2 separate regions of the Ovis aries genome follow, and region 1 is linked to region 2. A link is a contact called in public Hi-C data. All regions are on one chromosome and are shown on one strand. The core of a region is the stretch at or near the end of the contact, and the rest is flanking DNA. Distances in the headings are between cores, read along the strand shown. Region 1 overlaps FAM20A (FAM20A golgi associated secretory pathway pseudokinase). Region 2 overlaps LOC105610550 (a long non-coding RNA gene).

The links. Hi-C and Micro-C count contacts between places; a contact is called where the count stands out from the background.
Region 1: a contact with region 2 is called in a Hi-C map of skin fibroblasts, with 7 times the contacts expected there. The contact joins two enhancer-like sites. A contact is called at or near these places in 11 of 16 Hi-C or Micro-C datasets (blood, hypothalamus, liver and 6 more).

What each region holds. Positions count from the first base shown.
Region 1 is chr11:60,876,630-60,880,082 of ARS-UI_Ramb_v3.0, reverse strand. FAM20A (FAM20A golgi associated secretory pathway pseudokinase) reads right to left here. Exons shown (of 10, transcript XM_042256494.2): 10 at 358-3,453. It overlaps PRKAR1A (protein kinase cAMP-dependent type I regulatory subunit alpha), which reads left to right. Exons shown (of 11, transcript NM_001142517.1): 11 at 1-280. Among named protein-coding and RNA genes, the nearest start is that of PRKAR1A, 21 kb to the left of the region's middle. Within about 2 kb of position 1,387, at least 6 of the 54 cell types and tissues checked have an H3K27ac peak or open chromatin away from gene starts, as enhancers often do.
Region 2 is chr11:60,764,691-60,768,356 of ARS-UI_Ramb_v3.0, reverse strand. The region is part of intron 1 of LOC105610550 (a long non-coding RNA gene); the gene reads left to right. LOC132657442 (a long non-coding RNA gene) reads left to right here. Exons shown (of 2, transcript XR_009595645.1): 1 at 1-3,666. Among named protein-coding and RNA genes, the nearest start is that of FAM20A, 70 kb to the left of the region's middle. Within about 2 kb of position 1,911, at least 8 of the 54 cell types and tissues checked have an H3K27ac peak or open chromatin away from gene starts, as enhancers often do.

The DNA.
Region 1 (3,453 bases), core at 138-2,637, 110 kb before region 2:
GAGCTTTCCCTTTGTGCAGTCTGGGTGCATATGAGGAATCGCAGTGGCGTCGTCTGTCTCAGTGGACATCCCGAGCTTCAGCAGCCAACCTTTCTGGGCTTGGTAAGGGAGCCTGTGAGACCTCCTGCTCTGGACAGCGTGGGCCGCCCAAGGGCCGCTCCGCATCGTTTGCTGGCTGCGAGTCCGGTTATACTGTGTGTGCTAATATACTCTCTTCTTTTTGCTATAGATTGTCTCAACAGTGGGTCAAGTAATAAAAAGACTAAATAATTTAATCCTTTAACGAATCAGTCTTTCTTCCCTTTCTCCTTTGCTTCTCTTCTCCATCCCCACTCCCCCAGAAACTCTGAATCCAAATCCAGTGCGCAAGGATGAGAATTTATTGTGAATTAGGGGATGAGGGGATCATCGAAAGATTATGTTTCTTGTCAGTGTTTTCCAGTTCAGTTTGTCAGTGAATCTAAAACCCTTACTTTCAGGATAATTGAGATGTACCGGATCTGTTTACTGAATGATGGAAGGAAAAGATTAAATCAATAATTCCTTTTTGTTAAGGGTAGACTGGTTCTCTGGCCTTGAACCTTTCCCAGACTGAATGGAAAATACTCCTAGGTCAGCATGCTCCTTGGTTTAAATTTAATAAGTGCGTTCATATATTTAGGTGTGTGTCTGCTTTGCACACAAAGTCATTTCTAACGTGAGGCGTAGGAGGCCTAGCTGAGTCTGAGAATGGTAGGCGGCTGCTCTCCGTGCCCTGCGGGAACTGGGTGCTGCTTCACAGCACGAGCGCTTCCTCCGGGTGCAGTCACCTCCTCCCGCAGCCCACTGGAGCTGGCGTATTTAACAGGACACAATTGAAGAGCATTTTCCTGGGTTGACTATACTGATTGTGGATTAATTGTCCCTCTCAAACACTGGCTCATATGCAATCCTTTTTTAATGATGTGAGTGTAGTGATGTCATAAAATTGAAGTTATGTGATGTTAGTTTGCTTACATCGCCTTCTCTCCAACCGCAAATTGACAGCTGAACCCGTTCTGTGTTTTTGTTAGGCCCTAGCAGGTGTGTTTCTAGGTGGGCTGAAACAGCATTGAGAAGCAGCGTCTAGATCACCAATTAATGTGACCCCCAAGTAGCTGTCGTAATAGTGAGCACCAGGGAAGACTGGAGGAGGAGAAGCTGAAACCTCTCCCTTCTTTCCCTCTGGGATTTTACAGAGAAGCCAGTGTTGCTGGTGAAGGACAAGTTTGTGAAGTGCAGACTCCTCACAGTTCACAGTCGCGGTTCAGTCTGTGGCCCTGTGTGCAGAGCTGTGCCTTCATCCTGACACAGCCTAAAACCCAAACCCCAGACTCCTCTTGTGAAAGCTCTGCCAGCGTGGGTAAGCAGCGCTGTGGTTTCCCCAGTCACCACTAGGTGGAGAGCTTGTCATCGCCTTTCTTCACCTCTGCGTCATCACTCACAGCTGATCCTCACAGAAGCTGGATTTGCACATTTTGCAAACCTGCCTGCCTGCCTGCTGGGACTTGTCTGCACCTCCAGGTCAGCCCTTGGGGCACTGTCACGGCCACACCCAGGCTGGAGCGGGGCAGAGGAGGTGCTCTCCTGCCCGCCGTGCGCCCGGCATCTCAGAATTAGGTCTGTGATCCAGCGCCCTTTCTGTTGGTCTGTTTAATGCCTTTTTTTGTTGTTGTCGGCATTTTTGAGCTGTTCTGTTGGTGATTTCGCCGTTTGAAAAGCCCCCAGAGGAGCTCTCAGCTTCTGGCTGGTGTTCTCGAGTGTAACTGGCTTCTCTGAGGCGTCAGTTGCAGCATTCATGAAGCAACAGCAGTAGCTGAGGTGCCTTTGCACACCCAGCACAGACAACAAGGATCACGGGTAGGTTGGTGGGCAAACGTGTACTGAGAGGCTCTGGGGAGCCTGCAGCCCTGTGTCTCTAACGGGAGCAAACAGCTGCCCCCACTCCCTGCCTCTGGTGGCTGCGTCTACCATTGTTTGGTGCTGGTGGTTCGGCCGCTCAGTCATGTCTGACTCTTTGTGATCCCACGGACTGCAGCTCGCCAGGCTCCCCTGTCCTTCACCATCTCCCAGACTTTGCTCAAACTCACACCCATCGAGTTGGTGATGCCATCCAACCATCTCGTCCGCTGCCTAAACCACCGCCAGTAAGAGAAGCGACTGCCCTTCCTACAGTCCTCAAGCCCGGACGCCCTCCAGGTTTGGGGGCGGCTGAGCTCCTCCAGACCTCTCTCCACCAGCTCACAGTCTGTCTGTTCCCTTTCAGTTTTCCACTTTGCCATCAGTAGTAAGGACAGGAGACCACAGAAGTTTCTCACAAAGACAAGAGTTTTCAGTCATGGATGTGCGGGAAGAACCTGATAACTGGGGTCTTCTGTTTTATGGTATTTCTGACAAATAAGTGGAGTCTTAATCTTGGTGTTATTGAAAGAATAATGGTGTGTTTAGGACAGGTGAGTCAGGAGGTACCTAGGTACTGGACACGCTGGTCACACTCAGCTCTGTTTCCCTCAGTCTGTGAAGTGGACCAGCGCCTCTTATTATCACAGGCCACCTGAACACGAGAGGCTGGCCTCACGTGGAGCTGGGCCTAACCTGTCTGGGGCCCTGCCGTTTGGGTCTTGAGACCGCTGGTTCCGTCCCTGGCTGCCCCTGCCTGCGTGTGTCCCTGCCGTCCCTCCGTGCGTTGTTACCTGGTTCCCCCCACTCCAAAAGGAGACGTTGGCTCGAAGCAGGAGAAACAGTTCATGAGGTGGGAGCCCCAGGAGCAGGGACACGCCTCAGTGATGCATGCCTCTGGGGTTAAGGTCCCTCTATACTGAAGACTGATTTTTGTTGTAAAGTCAACAAACAACAGCTTCACAGGCTGGGTGCATTTTTGTGTTTAGTGGAAAGAGCACTTTGGTGTAGCTGTGACCCCCTAGACTGTGATTTTAGTTAACCTCTCTGAGCCCCTCAGGTCCTTGGCAGTCTGGATGAGGTGGGGATTCTGTCTGTGGGGCGGGAGCTCGTCGTCGTGTCCGCACCCTGGGGCGTGGCAGTGGGGGTCCCGGGGGGCTGGAAGCCTGTCTGGAGCCTGTCCCCTGGGGCCGTCTCTGGGTGCACGGCCGAGGTCCTGGATGAAGCCCAGAGAGGTGTTGACCTGGGACCCGCCTCCGCGACTTCCCACCCCTTGTCACGAGCACCTGAGCCCCTGGCCTTCACCAGAAGAGCCGATGTGGCATCGGCAGCCTGGTCACCTGCTGACCCGCTGACCGATTGATGCGAGTCCACTCCTGTCCTGCGTGTGGTCATGGGCTGTGGAGTGAGAAACACGTCCTATTCAGACGTGAGCAGGTCAGCAGAGACAAGGCTGGTGAGACAGGAAGCCCCCGGAACGGCTGGGAGCTTAGGAAGTGAAGTGGAATGAGCCCTGTCTGAGCGGGCAGCGGAGGG
Region 2 (3,666 bases), core at 662-3,161:
CTCTCTGGAAGGGTTCTTGAACGTGATTAAACAGGTCCACTTTTTAAGGCTTTGAAAACATTATTTCTAAGCCAGTTATTTCTCTGGAGCGAGTTAGTTTGGGTTAAAAAAAAATGGCTCTGTCACTTATTGGCTATAGACCTGGGTTCACTGTGCCTCAGTTTCCTCATCTATAAAATGGGGATAATAAAAGTATTTATGTCATGGATTTGTTACTAAACATTAATTGAATTAAAGTATCCATAATAAGGGACTTTCCTGGTGGTCCACTGGTGAGGACTCTGCCTTTCCAGTGCAGGGCGCCCTGGGTTGGATCCCTAGTAGGGGAACTAAGGGGCGTCCCGGGTATCTCAATGGTTAAGAATCCGCTGGCCAGTGCAGGAGACGTGGGTTCGATCCTTGGGTGGGGAAGATCCGCTGGAGGAGGAAATGGAAGCCACTCCAGTATTCTTGCCTGGAGAATCCCATAGACAGAGGGGCCTGGTGGGCTACAGTTCATGGGGTCGCAAAGAGTCGGACAGGCACTTAGCACGCGCGCAGTAGGTATTCTGTGCACATGTCATTTCATTCTCCTTTTTTTGGTTAACTCCTTTTCTTTCTATTGTTTGGCTGCATCTGGTCTTAGTTGCCACATGTGGGATCTTCTCTGTGGCCTGTGGGGTCTAGTTTCCCGACCAGGGATCAAACCTGGGCCCCTGCATGGAGAGCACAGAGTCTCGGCCACTGGACCACCAGGGAAATCCCTCATCTCATTCTTAGGAGCGTAACCGAAGGTCACGTGGATGCTCAGTGGCAGAGACACCGTTCAAATCTAAGCCTGACTTCAAGTCTCTCATTTTGCTCAGCAAACGCCACTGCTTAGGGTCCAGGGGAGGGCTTCTGGCAAATTTAAACTTGAATCCCTGGCTTTCTGTCTGTGAAGCCTAGCGGAAGCTGACAAGGAATCTGCTGGAGATGTGAGTCCCTGGACTGGCTGCCTCCCTGGGCTGTGCTGTCTGGGACACAGCTGGCCCTCAAGGCTGAGAAGTCCCAGCCTGGGTCCTGGCCAGCTCAGGTTGGCTGGACCAGCGTGATCTGACGCTTCTGGGTGCCTCAGTTTCTATGGAAGGAGACGTGCGGTTTCCATCCCAGGTGCCTGGAAGTTCAGCTGGAGAGTCCATCATCCCGTGACCGGCCTGCCAGAGAGATGCTCTGCTGTTTCTTTCCTTCTCAAAGTTTCCTGGCGACCGCCGCACCCTCTAGTCCTGCCCCTTTCAGTCTAAACATGGGGCTTGGGAAGTGCGGGCGGTGGGGAAGGATGGATGCTGGGTCCATGGAACAGACGTGGGGCTCGGACCCAGGCAGGGGCCCCTCCCTTGTCCTCATCCCTGTTTAGGACGCAGAAGCAGAAGGCCTGCAATAAGCAGGGCATTTTCTCATGATGCCTTTCTGATCTTTGGCAGCTTGAGTTGTTGCAAGTCTGCAAAAGAGCCCGAGTGAGCAGATTTTTCCAGTTGCTTCGGGGGGCAGCCGAGTGAGTCCCGGGGTCACATGCCTGAGCGTCCGCTTCTTGGAATGAGGGCCAGCTGCTGGCCAGCCGGCGGCTCTGGAGTGAGGGGCGCCCGCTGTGTGCGGGAAAGAGAAAGCCCCACTGGCCTCTCTGGCTTTGCATTCCTCTGCTTGCTGCCAAAGGGAGGCAGAAAGGGGAGCGGAAATTCCTTTTTCTTCAAAGGTTTTTCTCTCAGGGGAATCTTTGTCCCTGTAAATAAGTGAGGATGATCTTTTAAGTACTGAGTTATCAGAGGTTAGACATCCCATGGAGGATTAGACATATGAAATCCTATCAGTGTAGTCATGGCGACCACAGGCTTTTCTAAATCTTTGCTGGAATGTAGTTCTGTAGCTGCGTCTGTGCCTTCAGAAGCCCAGACACTCAACACAGAGGAAGCAAATTAAGATGAATCATATGTAGTGTGTCAATAACAGTAAGTGGGCTACGTAGCATCGTTTCTAAAACACGACGGGGTCACAAAGCTGAACCGGACTGTAAGCTGAGAAAAGAGACGCCAGGAAAACAAAGTGACTCATAGGGGTTGTACGTAAAGAATGGGAAAGTCAGGGCAGGCAAAGAGTAAGTTAAAACACAGTATGAAGCTTCATCCTGGTGTCAAAGTTAAAGTATTTGAGGAGCGTTAAATGAAACAAAGAGGGTACTTTACTGTTTTAAAGAGAATCACATTTAAGGGCTAACGAATAGGTCCCGAGGCCTCTGGCGCTGGGAAGATTGTTTTCCTTTTTGTTTTCTTTTCTTTCTTTTTTTTTTTTTTTTTAATCCAGCACTTTGGCGTAAACAAACTAGAATTTATTGAGAGTTTTGAAAAACCAGGGGATTTAAAGTTAAAAAAACCACTCCATCATTTCTAGTTTTTCTTGTAAAATTAGAACATCTGATCGAGGTGGGAATTGCCAAACTCTGTCCTGTGAGCCAAATCCAGTGCACCATCCTGAGAAATTCGCACCAAAGGAATCTTTGCCAAGACCCAGGAGACCGGAACTCCAAGACCCAGAACATCCAAACTCCAGAAACCTGAAGAGCAAAAAAAAAAAAAAAAAAAAAAAACCAAACCAACAAAAAAACCCCTTGAAAATAGCAAGAGAGATGTGACACCTTAACTATGGTTTCTTATTGGAAACGATGGAAGCCAGGAGGACATGGCATAATATTTTCCATGTGCTGAAATAAAAGAGCTATGAATTCACTATTCTGCATCCAGGGAGAACACCCTTCAGGAAGAAAAGAAAAAGCAAGTTTGTTGGATACAAGGTCAGTTTGGAAAATCAGCTGGATTCCCACATAATGTTATTGTTGTTTAATCACTCAGTCCTGTCAGACTCTTCATGATCCCACTGACCGCCAGGCTTCTCTGTCCCTGGGATTCTCCAGGCAAGGATCCTGCAGTGGGTTGCTATTTCCTCCTCCAGGGGATCTTCCCAACCCAGGGATCGAACCTGCATCTTCTGCGTTGCAGGAGGATTCTTTATCACTGAGCCACCTGGGAAGCCCTTCAGTGTAGTACAAAAAGACAATTAGATTAAAAACTTTTTAAAAATGGTGCTTTTTTGCTGACATCAAAAACATTAAACAAAATCTAAGGATATATCTAACGGAGATTTTAATAGTTTTACAAAGCAACAAAAACACAATTGTCTTAGTTTTCTGGATCTACAGTGAAAATTTCCAAAGTCTGGGTTGCTTAAAACAAGCTATGCTTGTTAAGAATGAAACAAGAGTCCAGTCTCCTATGTGGGAGCTTTTTCAACCCCAGTTCCACAAAAGCATTAATCCTTACAGAAGAATGAATTGAGTAACTCTGTTCTGAGTCCTCCCAAGGGAAGTACAAGTCTGGGCGGCTTATAGAGGCAAAGCAGAGAAGTCAATGCCTTAGAAGGAGCAGATGCCTCAGGGCTTGGCACCCTAAGGTGGGGATGGGTTCCGGTGGAGAAGGGCTGGAAGATCGGGCTCTCTTCTGGAAGTGTGGGGGGTGGGGGCGCGGAGCGTGAGATTGACTCTCCCCACCCAGTCCCCGAGACCACGGAATTTATTTCCAGGTACTAGAGGTTGCGTTACCTAGAGGGTGAAATGGAGTGGGAGGTGGGAGGCAGGTTCAAGAGGGAGGTTGTTGTTCA